Regions from separate parts of the Mus musculus genome. Here regions 1, 3, 4 and 5 are each linked to region 2. A link is a contact called in public Micro-C and promoter capture Hi-C data. All regions are on one chromosome and are shown on one strand. The core of a region is the stretch at or near the end of the contact, and the rest is flanking DNA. Distances in the headings are between cores, read along the strand shown. Region 1 holds the start of Stoml1 (stomatin-like 1). Region 2 holds the start of Ubl7 (ubiquitin-like 7 (bone marrow stromal cell-derived)). Region 3 holds the start of Scamp5 (secretory carrier membrane protein 5). Region 4 holds the start of Islr2 (immunoglobulin superfamily containing leucine-rich repeat 2). Region 5 holds the start of Fam219b (family with sequence similarity 219, member B).

Region 1 (2,700 bases), core at 175-2,674, 340 kb after region 2:
TTGCAATGCATTTGCAGTTGTATGAGGGATAGTTTTATCTGGTTAGGTGTAATTATAACATGGTTAAATATAATGTGTTTGTAATTGTATGTCAGATAGTTATATCATGTTTAGGTATTATTATGATTTGCTTAATGTTTTCACTTGGAAATTGATAAGAAGATATGATTGTGTGTCAAGTTGGCAAGGGGTGGACTTGTATGGCAATTCTGGGTTGTCAACTTGACTACATTTGAAATTAATTAAAACCTCACTCCCGGTACCAACTCATCTTAGGGTTTTTATTGCTGTGACAAAACACCGTGAGTAAAGAGCAAGTTGGGTAGGAAAGGCTTTATTTTGCTTACATTTCCATATGGTGGTCCATCAATGAGGGAAGCCAGGACTCAAATAGGGCAGGAACCTGGATGCAGGAGCTGCTGCAAAGGCCATGGAGGATGCTGCTTACTGGCTTGTTCAGCCTGCTTTCTTAATGAACCCAGGACCAGCAGCCCAGGGTTGGCCCCACCCACAATGGAATGGGCCCTGCAACGTCAATCATAAATTAGGAAAATGCTCTTCAGGCTTGCCTACAGCACAACCATTTTCTCAATTGGAGATCCCTCTTTTCAGATTATTCTAGCTTGTGTCAAGTTGACATAAAATTAGCCAGGCTAGCAGTCATAGGCAGGGGAACTTAGAAATGAGCTATGGCAAGGATCCAGGGAGGCAAGACTGGGAAAGATTCGTCTTTTCTTGCTTTGTAAAATGGCCTCCTGCCAGCCTCCCAGCATCCTACTGGGGTATATTTTCTACCTTCATTTGGGCTTTCTGAAGCCACGGAAAGACAAAGTTACCTCAAGTGCCTGGATCAAGGAGTCTCATGTAATGCTTTGCTGCTGCTGCTGCAGCCACCACCACCACCATCCACTGCCAGGATTCCTGGGGTGTCTGCATGTGAAATTTTTCTTTTATACCAAAGTTGGGGCCTTCTGACTTCAACTTGTCCACAGTGACTTGGATCTGCCATCATTAAGCAAATAAGAACAGGACTCTGTATGGCAGGCTCTGTTTTCTTGGCTGTGGGGAAACAAACAAACAAAAAATACCAGTTTGCTGACCACACCAGAAGAAATCCTACATCTGGATAAGCACACCCATAACTCATAAGTGTGTTGAGTTTGGAGGAATGGTTTGAGGCCAAAAACATTTCTCTGCTTCTGGAGAAAACGCTCCTGCAATGCTCCTTTAAAGCCAAACTTCCTTGCCTCCTTTCCTAAGGCCAGGTAGGAGGTGGTCAGGAAGCCTCAACCTTAGAACCAAGGCCACATCCCCAAACTGTGCTCCCGCCGTTCGGTCCTCCCAGCGCAGGGGGTGCTGTGGAGCGGCAGGCATGGTGGACCCGGCCTGATTCCTGATCCTACTCAGCCACTGTTGTTAGTGACGGAGTAAAGCCGGAAGCAGTGGGAACGAGGAGGGGCGGAGCTGCCACAGGCTGGGCAGGGCAGTCTCCCAGCAGAGGATCGGGGCGTGTCCCGGTTAGAAGTCATGCTTGGAAGGTCTGGCTACCGGGCACTGCCCTTAGGGGATTTTGATCGTTTCCAGCAGTCGAGCTTCGGCTTTCTGGGTTCGCAGAAGGGCTGCTTGTCCCCAGAGCCGGGCAGCGTGGGGCCGGGGGCCGGTGAGTGGCTACCCAGCACCGCGGACAGAGGGGCACCCCAAGACCTGTACTCTCTGCCTCTAGGAGGAAGGAGAGTGAAGGGGATAGGATATGAAGTGGGTGCCAGACAAGGTGTGGGGATGCTACCACCGATTTGTTCTCCCTACGGCACCAGCTGTAGCTTTGGAAGCCGCGCAGCCCCATCTTCCCTAATCTTAGCCCATCCCGTTACTATTTCCAGGATAGCCCATCATGCATAGAAAGAAAACAGAGCCCTAGGCAGAGGGAGCCATAACCCACAAGGCATTTGTAGAGAAATGGAAAAAGAGTCGCCCTAGGGTAGCAGCGCAGGGAGCAGGAGTCTCCTGTGTCCTGGTGAAGATGCACAGAACAGAAAGCTGGGCCTGCAAGCTGCCTGGCTTGTTTGCTTTGGCTTCCTCTCTCCAAAGCCTGACTGTCCTTGGAGTATTCTGGTCCTCTGTGGTTCTCCTGTATTGACGGTGCATTGAAAGCTTTGGCAATGCTGAACGAATCCTCCATTTTCTGCCCCGTTCTTTTTTGTTGTTGTTGTTTTTGTTTGTTTGTGGTTTTTTTTTTTTTTTTTTTTTTTTTTTTTTTTTTGAGACAGGGTTTCTCTGTATAGCCCTGGCTCTCCTGGAACTCACTTTGTAGACCAGGCTGGCCTTGAACTCAGAAATCTGCCTGCCTCTGCCTCCCAAGTGCTGCGATTAAAAGCGTGCACCACCACGCCCGGCTCTTCTGCCCGGTTCTTAGGATTCCTCCTTCCCTGAAGAGGTCAGGAATTAGTTTATGACTTAGACTGTCCTGCAGGCAGGGGCTTCTTGAAGGATAGAACAGACGTCTCTTGTCACCTTCCTGTCTAGGGCTGGGGAGGAGAGAACAGATAGCAAGCTCATCCCCAGATTCTGGGCCTGTTTGCTCAACACCCATTCAGGATTCTTAGTTCTTCCTGCCAAAAGGCTTGAATTGAAGTACACTATAGATATAGATAGATAGATAGATAGATATAGATATAGATATAGATATAGTTCTTTCAGGGC
Region 2 (2,700 bases), core at 163-2,662:
TTTATAAGACCAGGAGGGTTAATTATGTATGTGTAGTTTGCTTTTTCTCTGTTAAGCTATTGTACTCAGTTACTACCCGAGTTCTGTCCTAGAGTGGACTGTACAAGAATACAACTTTTGTTTTGTTTTGTTTTTCGAGACAGGGTTTCTCTGTGTAGCCCTGGCTGTCCTGGAACTCACTATGTAGACCAGGCTGGCCTCAAACTCAGAAATCTGCCTGACTCTGCCTCCTGAGTGCTGGGCTTAAAGGCGTGCGCCACCACGCCCGGCAAGAATACAACTTTTACACTTGTGTACACAGTAGCTATTATGAACTTTTTTTAAAAAAAAGATTTATTTATGTATTTTATACACTGTCACTGTCTTCAGACACACCAGAAGAGGGCACCGGATCCCATTATAGATGGCTGTGAGTCACCACTTGGTTGCTGGAAATTGAACTCAGGACCTCTGGAAGAGCACTCAGTGCTCTTAACTGCTGAGCCTTCTCTCCAGCCTGAACTTTATCTTTTAAAATTACATTTTTTTATTAGTGTGTGTGTGTGGTCAGTTTTGGGGAGTCAGTTCAATCCTTTCACCATTTGTTCCCGGGGAGGTCCTCAGGTTTGAATGCAAGTGCTTTTACCTGCTGAGCCATCTCACCCGTCCCTCAGCTTCACAGTTTTAAAGTTGGTTGTTTTTGGTTATTGTTTTCCTTAATTGTGGAACTTTCTGAGAAAAATCACTTCTCTCTTGAGTTTAGCTAACTCTAACTTTTGTGTAAACTCAATCCAATTTGATTGTGCATTAGTTTCTCAGCCATCTAAAACAGGCAGTGTCTCCACGAAAGTTCAGTGGAAATTCCCCTCCCCAAACTGATTCTACGAATGACTGTGTTATAAACCCCATTGTTGCATGTTCGCGGTGGGCCAGAAACCCGACTTAATCACTCCCCTTACGGACTCAACTTTTAGCGCCCTGGTGCGCTGCCACAAGGCAGGTTTCCTGGGAGAAAGGAGCAAGAAGCACAAGAGGCTGGCTACGTGGGAGAACTGCGTCTTCATCGGAAGGGCCGCGGGGCGCCTGTCCACTTAGGAACCCGTCCCCCTCGGAGAAGGCTCGCCCTCCGGCCTAGGACTCCTCCAAACCCGGGACAACCAACAGGCTTCACATATATCCCTGGAGAGCGCGGGAATCATCGGGCTATTGGCTGCTTTCGAAAATTCCACACTGAGTCTCCCTACCTCAGGTGGTGGTACAATTGTGTCTGACAGAAAGCTACAACCTACTGGCTTCTAGGACCTCAAACTGCTCGTGCTCGCACTCACGCCTCCTAGGACCCGGAAGCATTGCCACTAGCTGCTGGACGGCCATTTATAAGGGGCTGGGTCTCAGTGAAAACTATAGTCCCCAGAATGCAGCGCGGAGCTTCCGGTTTCCGGCAAGAGGACCAGAGTGAGTGTTTACACCGGCGGCTCGCTGCGGCCGGGTTCCTTCCGCGGGACGGGTGAGGGCGCTGGGCCCCCTCCCTGGGCGCGCGGGGCTCTCGTGGGTCCGGAGTAGCTAACTGGTCCCACGAGAGAGGTGGGGTTGTCAACATTGTCCCTACTCACGACTAGGTATCTGTGACCTTGGGCCAAGAGACTTCAGCTTTCTGAGTCTTTATTCCTGATCTGTAAAATAAGGACAATGATGCCAGTTTCAGGAGACAGTTGTGAGGATTGAAATCGGTATACAAAAACCTCCTTTCTCGCTTTAAACCTAAAGGTGGATAGTACCTTGAAGTCCGCTGGGTCGCACCACAGTTTTTTCTTAGCCTTGTCTTTACTGCAAGAGACCTCTTTGGCAGAAATAGTGTCTGTAACAAGGACTGGTCTTGCGGTACAAGGCTCTTGCACCCTTTGAATTTTTAGATTTATTTTGTGGGCATTCATATATGTCAGGCTGGGGACTGTGTTAGAAAAGCTCTAGTCTTGGCTTTCAAGAATGGGGGGGGTTTCACAAATATGAGGGACGCAATGAGAAGTTGAGAAGTAAATAAGTTGTACAAGGGAAAAAGCAGCAAAGAGAAGGTAGCTTTCTAAGTCTGGCATCTGGTAATGAAGCTGGCTGACTTGTCCTCAAATCTATTGATTTGTGTTGCTCTTTTGCCTTGAGGGAACAGGGAATGTGTGACCAAGAAGAGAGCATGGAACCGATGTGTTTGTGTGGGTCTTGGTAGGAGTTTGCTAAGAGGCCAAAAAGGGAAGAGAACTTATATGCAAAGACAGGAGGTGAGCAGAGTTACATATAGGGGACAACTTTGTTATGAAGTATACTTACGTGTGTTGTTATAAAGGGGCAGGGCTGGGTCTATTGAAGAAAGCTGGTAGGCGTCAGAATAAATGGGTTTGTAATCTGGCTGTGGAGTTAACACCCACCTGTTCATAGAAGTGCTTTGGGATTAATGGGGGCCTTCTAAGCAGTTAAGTTTGTTAGATCTGTGTTTTAACAATAAGACATTGGGTGGTGCTATAGATCTCTGATAAGGGCAGGCAAGAGAGACAAGGGCCCTCCTTAAAGTGTTGTTATAGCTAAATCAAAAGCTGGAGAAGAAAACCAGAAATGAGTGTGTAGAAGGGAGAGGGTTGGGTGATCTTGCTTGAACCTCACAACATTCCTATCCAACTGATTGGCCTTTTGTGTTTACTTTTTTTTTTTTTTTCTTTTGTTTTTTTGAGA
Region 3 (2,700 bases), core at 158-2,657, 440 kb before region 2:
CGGAGGACACTGCACACAATGGTGCACATACAAGCAGGCAAAACACCCATATATATGTATATGTAGATTACAATTTAAAAACATAAAGGAAAGAAAAATAGAAATGGCCACAAGTCCCAGGACTCCTAATCCCCTCTACTAACACTCCATTTTCGATGGCCCATCCCTGCCACGGTTCTCTCTCAGCAATGGAGAGCTGGTCCTATCTCTCCAAGTTCCCACAGACGCTAAACTAGCAACCCCAAGCAAAATCTCTCTGCCAACCGTGGCCCTGCCAGAATCATCTCCCTCTTTCACAGTCCTGATGGAGAAGACATAATGGGTAACGCACGGGTTGCACATTTCTCTAGACCATCCCTCCCACACACACCACAGACAGGCTGGGGTGGAGCAGCAGTGCTTCATGCCCACCTCTGAACTTTGTCCATTACCACACTGAGATGCCCTCTCTCGCCTCTGCCTCCTTCCAAATCCCACCTCCAGAAAGTCTCCTCCTGACAGCTGCTGCCTCTTGTCTCTGTCTCCAGCCCTGGCCTTTGCTGATCTCCTCAAGTCGGCCTTTAACAACCAATTATCAGTCCTAGTCTTACTTGACTCCCCCAGACTCCAGATCAGGAGAACCTCAAGGCAAGGACGGGGATTGGTTCTTACACATCTCCCCTCCTTCCTCGTGACTGACTGGTGCTAATGCTGGATGCGCTACATCCAGCACCCCCATCCCACTCCCCAAAGCCCTGGTGGTATCCGGGCCCTAGGCAGTGCACCCATCCCCCTCCTCCAAAAACCAGGCTGCTCAGACCCGCGGTACAAAGGTCGGCCTTCCAGGGATGAGTACAACTTGGGTCCACCTGCAGGTGCCTTTTGTGATACCACGGTCACTAGATTCCAGACGTTCCCATCCCCGGCCGCATGCGCCATCCCAAAAGGAGGAGGCCGGCTTCCAGGGAATGCCAGGTGGAACTCGGGGTTTGTGGGGTGGAGGGCCCAAAGCCCAGGCTCCATCCAAGGGCCTGACGTCACCCAAATCCCGGGCTCCCTCTGCGGGGACAGAGGAAAGAGGAAACAGGAATGGGGAGGAGGATTTAGGGGTGTACAAAGAGCGCTTACCACCCCAAGCAGGAAAGGTCACCTCGACTCCCCACCTCTCCAGAAGCTCGACCTACCCCCTCAAATGAAGAGGGACTCTTTGAAGGCAGAAAATTGGAGCCGCTGACACCTCTCCAACCCAGCTCGTAGCTTCCCCGCAGTGCCCTCCTTGGGTCTCCAGGCCCAGGACTCACCAGCCCCGACCGCTCGGCTGCAGAAAGGTAGTCGCGCTGCGCCGCGCTGAGCTGCGCTGCACCGGGCGATCAGGCGCGGAGCGGGCCGCGAGCGGCTCCCGGATTGGGGGCGGGGAGCGTGCGCGCGCGTCCGAGGCGGGCCCGCGCGCTCCCGTGCCGCCCTGCCTGCTGCAACCACTCTCGCGAGACTCCCACACTGCTCGTAAGGCTATTCCACGAGCGCTCGCGAGAAGCAAGGCACCGGCGCCTCCGCACCTTGCAGGAGCTGTCCGTGGTGCTAAATATTCGGCCGTTCCTCGTCCAGGTGCTAGGTGGGCACCTTGGGGACAAGAGCACAGTGAGTGCATAGAAAGGAGAAACATACAGTAGTGCCAGCAACTAGTGCCTTAACTTCCACATCTGCAAAGTGGGAAGAATAACCCCCATACCAATCGCAGGGACCTGTGGGATGTACCGGGAAAGAGGAAGAGACAGCTTGATGAGGGGCTGGAGAAATGGCTCAGTGGTTAAGTGTACTTGTTGTGCTCTTACAAAGGGTTGGGGTTTGATTCCTAGCACCCATATGGTAGTACCATAACCCCAGTTCCGGGGATCCAAATCCAGAGTGCTTGTCTCTGTGAGTTCAAAGGCAGCTTAATCTTCATAAGTTCCAGGACAGTTGGAGCTACATAGTGAGATCTCAGAGACAGACAGAGAGAGACAGAGAGAGCACAGGTGTGTGGGTTGATTCACATCAATATTCCTAGCCCTTCCAAGACACAGGCAATGGGGTCAGTGCAAGTTCAAAGCCAGTTTATCTACACAGCAAGTGGGGAAGTACTGGACTACCAGGATACACATGAGCTACTGTCTCAAAAAGGAAGGGAAATAAGGAATAGAAGAATAAGGAATAGCTCTGAAAAAAAAAAGACAAGAAAGAAGAAGAAGGAAAGAGATAATAATGTACAGATGTTAACAGCAAGAATGAGAAGGGACCAAGGTAAATGCTTACAAGTGCAGAATTAGTGTAGCTCCGAGACTCCTTGGCGACATGGGGCTGGGGTAGGAAGACAAGCTGCCATTGTGAGTGGTGTTTACATAGTAAAACCCTGTGGGTCCTCCACAGCCAAGGCCATCCCCTGCCCTGCCAACCAATGGCTTCGATCCCTCACCCACACCACCCTGGGCCTGGAAGAGGGCTTCAGTGGGTGGGATACACTGCAGGGATTCTTTGCCCAGACTAAGGGCCCATTGTGTGGCTCTAGCCTGCTGGCACTGGGGCCTCACTCCCACAGCTGGCATGGGAAGGGAGGGAGAGGAGAAGAGCAGACAAGAACAAGTGCAGAAGAGACCAGAAGGAGGCTGAGCTGGCCGAACAGGAAGCAGCAGAAGCTACCAGACCAGCCAGAAGGAAGAGTCCCAGCCTTCAAACAGAGACCAG
Region 4 (2,700 bases), core at 197-2,696, 290 kb after region 2:
ATGCTTTCCTCTGAGAAGAAAATCCTACCCCCTGACTAGAGCAGGCATGTTGTGGAAACAGTCAATAAAGCTTCCTCTTTGGATTCACAGAGCCCAGGCGAATCCCTCTGCCCACAGGTTTTTAGGGAACAGTCTCTAGCTAATAAGCCTGGAGACAGTCCAAGGTTCTATACTTCCCTCTAGAGCCTTAAGACGCCTGAGTGCATCCCCTGTCTCTAGACATACAAATATATTAACACAGACTCCCTGCCCCAACTTGAGGGTCCTGTCAGTCTTGGAAGACCCTCTCCTACACCCTGTCTCTGAGATTAGCGGGTCCCTTCTTGCTTTTGCTCCTAAAGGAGGCACCTCCCTTCCCTGTTCCTCCCAGACAGCCACCCAACCCTGACTAGGCTGGATCGACCCTGTGGACTGAGGTTGTGGGGCCCTTCCACTGCTTACCTGCTGCTCTCTGACTTGCAGTGTGATGCTGTGGGGCTGCGAGCCGGTCTCCAGACTCAGGTGACAGTCTAAGGGAGCTTCTGGCATCTGTTGCTGTGGCGGTGGGGAGAAAGGGGGAGTGCATTGAAAGAACTCCCCTTGGCCCCAAAGTCCTACTTCAATTTTTTTCTTTCCTTATCTGTTCGCCCTACTTCTCCAGGATTGCAGGTTTGAGAGCGGTCGCGCGCCCCCGTGCTCGGCGGGAACGCGCACAGTCTCCCACCTCGTGCTGCGTTTACATTTGTTAAAGCCATAGAGATCCTCTACTCACCTCAGGCTGAGACCTGTCGGTCTCAAGGGGCTCCATACGCCCATAGCCCAAGGCTCCGCCCTTTCCAGCCCACCGTACCCCTAGCACCCATTTTCTACTTCTCCCCACATTTACACATTCGATGACATTGTCACTATTCCTCCTTATGTCTCCAAACCCCTCCCCAACACACACACACACACACACACACACACACACACATCTTCACATGACTTTCACAGGTTAGAACTACTCGTCAACATGTAATAATCGCGTCAACGCGCTAAGTTCTCCCTACTTTCACACACATTTTCACAAGCACACCTTCACTCAAACACTCACCGTTCTCTTTTGCGCGCACACAAATATCCACGCTCACTCACCCTCACGCGCCCGTCCCGCCAGCGCCCGCGAGCTTCGCTTCTAATTGAATGCGAGCCGTTCTACGCCCCGCAACACGTGAGACAAACCATCTTTGAGGAATTTGGGAGAAAGAAAAGCATAGGACTGGAGGGGCGTGTCTTTGCCTTTAAACACTTTTTTCCCCCCTCTCCAAAGCAAGCAGTGGCGCAGAAAGACCTCCAGTGGGACCTGCTGAACTGCGCTGCCTGGCTCTCCCGGACCCTTTTCCTCCTGCCGCCTGCTAGCCTCCCCCTCCCCGAAGCTTCGTTCAACACGATGCATAATTGATAGTGTTAGCAGAACGCCTCACCCTCTCTGTCATATTTTGCCTGGATCTGGGCAGATACAAATCCTGGTTCCCCTCCACCCCCAATCACCGCCAGACTAATTCGCCAGATTAGTAGGCGCAGCCCTGCAGGGTGCGCGGAGAGGAGACGCCCACCTCCCCAGCCCATCGCAGACCCTGCTCAGCCTCTTGAGCCTGAACTCCACGCTCAGGTCTTTTGTGGCAAAACCAGCGCGTGCACTCCACTGCCCGTGGGCTACCTAGTGCTCACAGTGGAGTGGGTGTCTTCTGAGCTCCTAAAACATTAGGTTGAACTCACCCAAGTGTCTCACTCTGCCCTTGCTTGCTGCGGGCTAACAGGACACCAAGGTTGCCCACTAATAGTGGCTACAGGGACCAGGATAGTTACAAAAACCGTTTGCTCCTCTTGAGTGCTGTGGACTAGGGACTTACAACCCCTGAGCATTTCCTGCACCACCACCCCGCTCCTCAGTATCCTCTCAGCATCTCTAGCAAGCTGGCCATCAACCCCTGCATGCTCGCACCCCCCCCACACACACACACACTGTGAAAGCCTAGGCAGCAGCCACCGCCCTGCCATCTCACACCCTCATGTAACAGCTGGCCTCAGCAGACTCGGGACTCGCTGTTCTCTTTGGCAAACCCTGGACATTTCTTTTAGCGATGAGCAGGAGAATTTCAAGGGATGTCTAGGGATTTGACTAAAATGCATCATCTCACTCCCCCGCCTATGGCATCCCAGGAGACAGAGCTGCTAGCCAGAACTGGTAAGGGGGCATAGATTTTGAGAGATGTGTAGAGAGTCCCCTCCTTCTCTTTCATATACACTGTAATACTGGGGTGCTGGGGTCTCCCAGCCCTCATCAGAGTCAGTCTTCTGTCTTGGTTGGATGGCAGTGTGTTTGGGGCCTCTGCAGAGATCAATACCCCGATTTGAGTGTTAAGCATTTTAATGAGCTAGGGAGGGGGGCGCAGAGAGATGCAGGAAGAACGCTGCATCTAAAGGGACCACCCGGCAGGGTTTCTGAGGCTCCTTTGTAAATTAAATATGAACACACTGGTGTGTGCTCACTTTGGTCCCTCCCTCTTTCCTACTCCTGGCTACGGGCTGATGGGACCCCCACAAACTCAGCCAAGTTCGGAATCTAGAACTTCACACCTGCTCGGGCCTGGAAACCCCACAGACCGAACCAGGAGAGGGTGCTTGAGCGATCCAGGGAAGATGTCTTTGAGAAGGGAGAGGAGATGAGAACTCTGACTC
Region 5 (2,700 bases), core at 167-2,666, 370 kb before region 2:
TCAACAACTGAGCTGTATTCCCCAGCTGAACAATAAACTGAGTTGTGTGTTTCTGGAAGTAAGCAATTCCAACAGCTGGGAATGGTAGTGTAAACCTGCAATTCCAGTACCTGGGAAACCAAAGCTCGGGGATTGTGAGTTTAAGGCCAGTCTGAGCTACATAGCGAGATTCTGCCTAAAAATAAAAGGAGTCCGGCAGATAGTTTGGGGTGGAATTCACAAGATAGCATAGGTTTTATCAAATCTGATTTTTTTTTTTTCCCAAAGCTCTGATCCCAAATGCTTCTTTTTCTCCTATGCAGCATTTTTTGTTCTTTTGTCCCTGGGTTTCGGCTGTACAATATTGACCTACCCTTTGACAATGTGTTAGCCATGGAACAGTCTCGCGATATTTGGCAGTTTCTACAAGGATCTGGAGCTTATTTCCAGCCAGACACAAGCACATCCCTTGGGGGCCAGAGTCAAGAGTCTTGACACAGCCTTGTACCCTGCCACATAGACTCAAGAGTGCACTTTCACCCTGCTTGCTGGTGTCCAATTTATTTTTGCTACTGCAGGACTTTCGTTCTTTTTTTTTTTTTTTTTTTTAAGACAAGGACTTATAGCCCAGGCTTGTCATGAACTCGGCCTCCACCTCCCTTGACCTGAGCTTACAGGTGTGCACCATCATTCCTAACTTCCCATTTTACCACCAAAAGAGGGAGGGAGAGAAGAGGAAAGAGAGAGAGGGAAAAGGAGAGGGAGGGAGGGAGGCCTTTTGCATGCCAGGCAAGAAGTCTATCTCTGGGCTATATAATTCCAGCCCCAAGGTTGTATTTAAGTGTGGAAATATGCCTAAAGAGAGCCAGCTGTGGTGTATGCCTTTAATCCCAGCACTTGGGAGGCAGAGGCAGGCAGATTTCTGAGTTCGAGGCCAGCCTGGTCTACAGAGTGAGTTCTAGGACAGCCAGGGGGCTACACAGAGAAAACCTGCCTCGGAAAAAAACAAAAAACAAACAAAAAAGAGCCAGCTGTTGCCAAGGTCTCGGACAGGCAAGAAACCAAAAACCGGTGGCATTTGTGTAGGATGCCGTGGGTAAATCCTGACCCTCCCAGGCCTGTTTTCTAGAGAAGAGCCCTGTAGCCCCTTCATATGAGCCCGACCCCTCCTGTATTGGTCTTAAAGGAGCCCCGGCTGCGGTGAAAGAGGCCTGCAACGCGACTTGGGTCGGCACAACCCGCTAGCCTACCATGTGTCATTTTACTTGACTACAGACTGAACTGACTTTCCTGCACATCCACAGGCTCAGACAGACTTCGGGTCTCAGAGTACCTGAAAGGCAAGACCTGGGCTGGCCAGTTCCTGACGGGTAGGGCGGAACCTTGATGCTCTCTCCGCAGCAGGCGGCCGGAAAGCGCCAAGGGAAACCCGCGCCTGCGCGCCGCCATCTTTCTAAAGGCGTGTTACGTCTTGTCATTCGTTCTTCCCCGCGCCGGTCTGGCCACTGGCGGAGCGGGGCGGGACCGGTCATGGCGACCGAGGAGTTCCGCGGGCATGCGGTGCGGATGTCCACCCAGGGGTCTCAGCCTGGCGCGGCTCCCGACAGCGTGGCAGGAACTGCGGGGCTGCCCTCCGGACAGAGCGGCGGCGCGGGCCTCCGGCTCGGGGAACGCCCGCCCCCCGCCATGGAGAAGCGGGGACCCTACTTGGTGACACGCGCACCTTCCATTCAGGCTAAGCTGAGTGAGTGCAGTGGGCTGCATAAGGGTCTCTGCCCGAGCGGGTTGCTGTGGCCTGGGGTTGGTCTCTAGAGCCCCGTGATCTTGTCCCCAGAGTGGAGGGGGTTTAGGTGCAGCCCTCTCCTGTCCCCGACAGTCCGAAAAGCAGCAGAATGGGGAAGACCTGGCTGACATAAGACCCTTTGACTTCCAGAGAAGCACCGGGACCATGCCAAGGCCGTTCTGCGGAGAAAGGGCATGCTGGGTGCCTTGACGAACCGACCCGATTCTTCAGGGAAAAGGTCTCACTGGGCTTTTTACTTCCTCTGTCAGCAGCGTTCAAAGGCCCTATCCCTTCCTGTTTGGGAATCAGGGCACTGTTTAAGGTTGAGCTAGCTAGCTTATTTGCTGGTATCTTAAGAATGGGAACTAGGAGGGATGGGGCTGGGTGGGAGAGTGAGAACTGGAACTACCTCTACTCTTTATTAAAAGACTGTGCAAAATAGAAAAGTCATAAAATAGACTTTGTAAAAGGGGAGTTGCATCAGTGCACAGATAGGATAGCATTAAAGGATGAGATGGTTGCTGGAGTCCCGGGAGTGAAGATGGAGAGCCCGTGCAGTATTTTTGGAGTTTTTTTTGTTTGTTTTTTAAAGGCAGAATGGTACCCTCTTAGAGCTGAATAAGACCTCACACAGCTGTTTATAGCTGAAACTCAAATGTGACTTGCCTGGGATCCCCAGGCTAAGGTGGAAAGATGCAGCTTTTTACCTGGTTCCTGAAATGGGGAGGTGGGCCTTTCCTAGGAGCTTTCAGTGCAGTAGAGTGGGCCAGAAAAGAATCCGAGAAGCCGGAGCCAACTGCATAGAACAGCAGTTCGTGGTGACTGTGACCGGGTAGAAGGAAAGTCTGGAATAGTCCACTCAGTTCTTTCTGCATAGGGATCAGGGCTCTGGCCTTCCCTGTGAAATGCCTCTGCTTTCTTCCCCGCCCCATCTCAGG

What was found. Promoter capture Hi-C pulls out the DNA fragments that hold promoters and counts their contacts. A called contact is a pair of places that touch in the nucleus more often than the background predicts.
Region 1: a contact with region 2 is called in a promoter capture Hi-C map of erythroid cells, with 11 times the contacts expected there. The contact joins the promoter of Stoml1 here to the promoter of Ubl7 in region 2. A contact is called at or near these places in 10 of 39 promoter capture datasets (the C10 cell line, cranial neural crest, embryonic stem cells and 5 more), 1 of 484 Hi-C or Micro-C datasets (pre-megakaryocyte-erythroid progenitors), 8 of 115 datasets of contacts at active chromatin or transcription factors (the 230-238 cell line, the SCID.adh cell line, bone marrow-derived macrophages and 5 more) and 2 of 9 other capture datasets (adipose tissue and liver).
Region 3: a Micro-C map of embryonic stem cells shows a contact between it and region 2, with 4 times the contacts expected there. The contact joins the promoter of Scamp5 here to the promoter of Ubl7 in region 2. A contact is called at or near these places in 2 of 39 promoter capture datasets (cranial neural crest and liver), 1 of 484 Hi-C or Micro-C datasets (embryonic stem cells) and 1 of 9 other capture datasets (liver).
Region 4: a contact with region 2 is called in a promoter capture Hi-C map of embryonic stem cells, with 2.3 times the contacts expected there. The contact joins the promoter of Islr2 here to the promoter of Ubl7 in region 2. A contact is called at or near these places in 8 of 39 promoter capture datasets (the 3T3-L1 cell line, the SN4741 cell line, cranial neural crest and 4 more), 1 of 15 datasets of contacts at CTCF or cohesin (the NIH/3T3 cell line), 7 of 484 Hi-C or Micro-C datasets (CD8 T cells, the HPC-7 cell line, embryonic stem cells and 2 more), 7 of 115 datasets of contacts at active chromatin or transcription factors (the SCID.adh cell line, astrocytes, embryonic stem cells and 2 more) and 3 of 9 other capture datasets (adipose tissue, embryonic stem cells and pancreatic islet).
Region 5: a Micro-C map of embryonic stem cells shows a contact between it and region 2, with 6 times the contacts expected there. The contact joins the promoter of Fam219b here to the promoter of Ubl7 in region 2. A contact is called at or near these places in 4 of 39 promoter capture datasets (the C10 cell line, cranial neural crest and pre-B cells), 3 of 484 Hi-C or Micro-C datasets (embryonic stem cells, regulatory T cells and rod photoreceptor), 1 of 115 datasets of contacts at active chromatin or transcription factors (large pre-B cells) and 1 of 9 other capture datasets (liver).

Annotation. Positions count from the first base shown.
Region 1 is chr9:58,251,740-58,254,439 of GRCm38.p6, forward strand. It overlaps Stoml1 (stomatin-like 1), which reads left to right and starts at 1,425. Exons shown (of 7, transcript NM_026942.3): 1 at 1,425-1,660. The coding sequence starts at 1,528.
Region 2 is chr9:57,909,574-57,912,273 of GRCm38.p6, forward strand. It overlaps Ubl7 (ubiquitin-like 7 (bone marrow stromal cell-derived)), which reads left to right and starts at 1,413. Exons shown (of 11, transcript NM_001122873.1): 1 at 1,413-1,486.
Region 3 is chr9:57,466,653-57,469,352 of GRCm38.p6, forward strand. Scamp5 (secretory carrier membrane protein 5) reads right to left here and starts at 1,408. Exons shown (of 7, transcript NM_020270.3): 1 at 1,281-1,408.
Region 4 is chr9:58,200,839-58,203,538 of GRCm38.p6, forward strand. Islr2 (immunoglobulin superfamily containing leucine-rich repeat 2) reads right to left here and starts at 1,447. Exons shown (of 3, transcript NM_177193.5): 1 at 1,114-1,447; 2 at 442-534. It also overlaps the pseudogene 1600029O15Rik.
Region 5 is chr9:57,536,112-57,538,811 of GRCm38.p6, forward strand. Fam219b (family with sequence similarity 219, member B) reads left to right here and starts at 1,417. Exons shown (of 5, transcript NM_001166364.1): 1 at 1,417-1,723; 2 at 1,913-2,000; 3 at 2,700. The coding sequence starts at 1,510.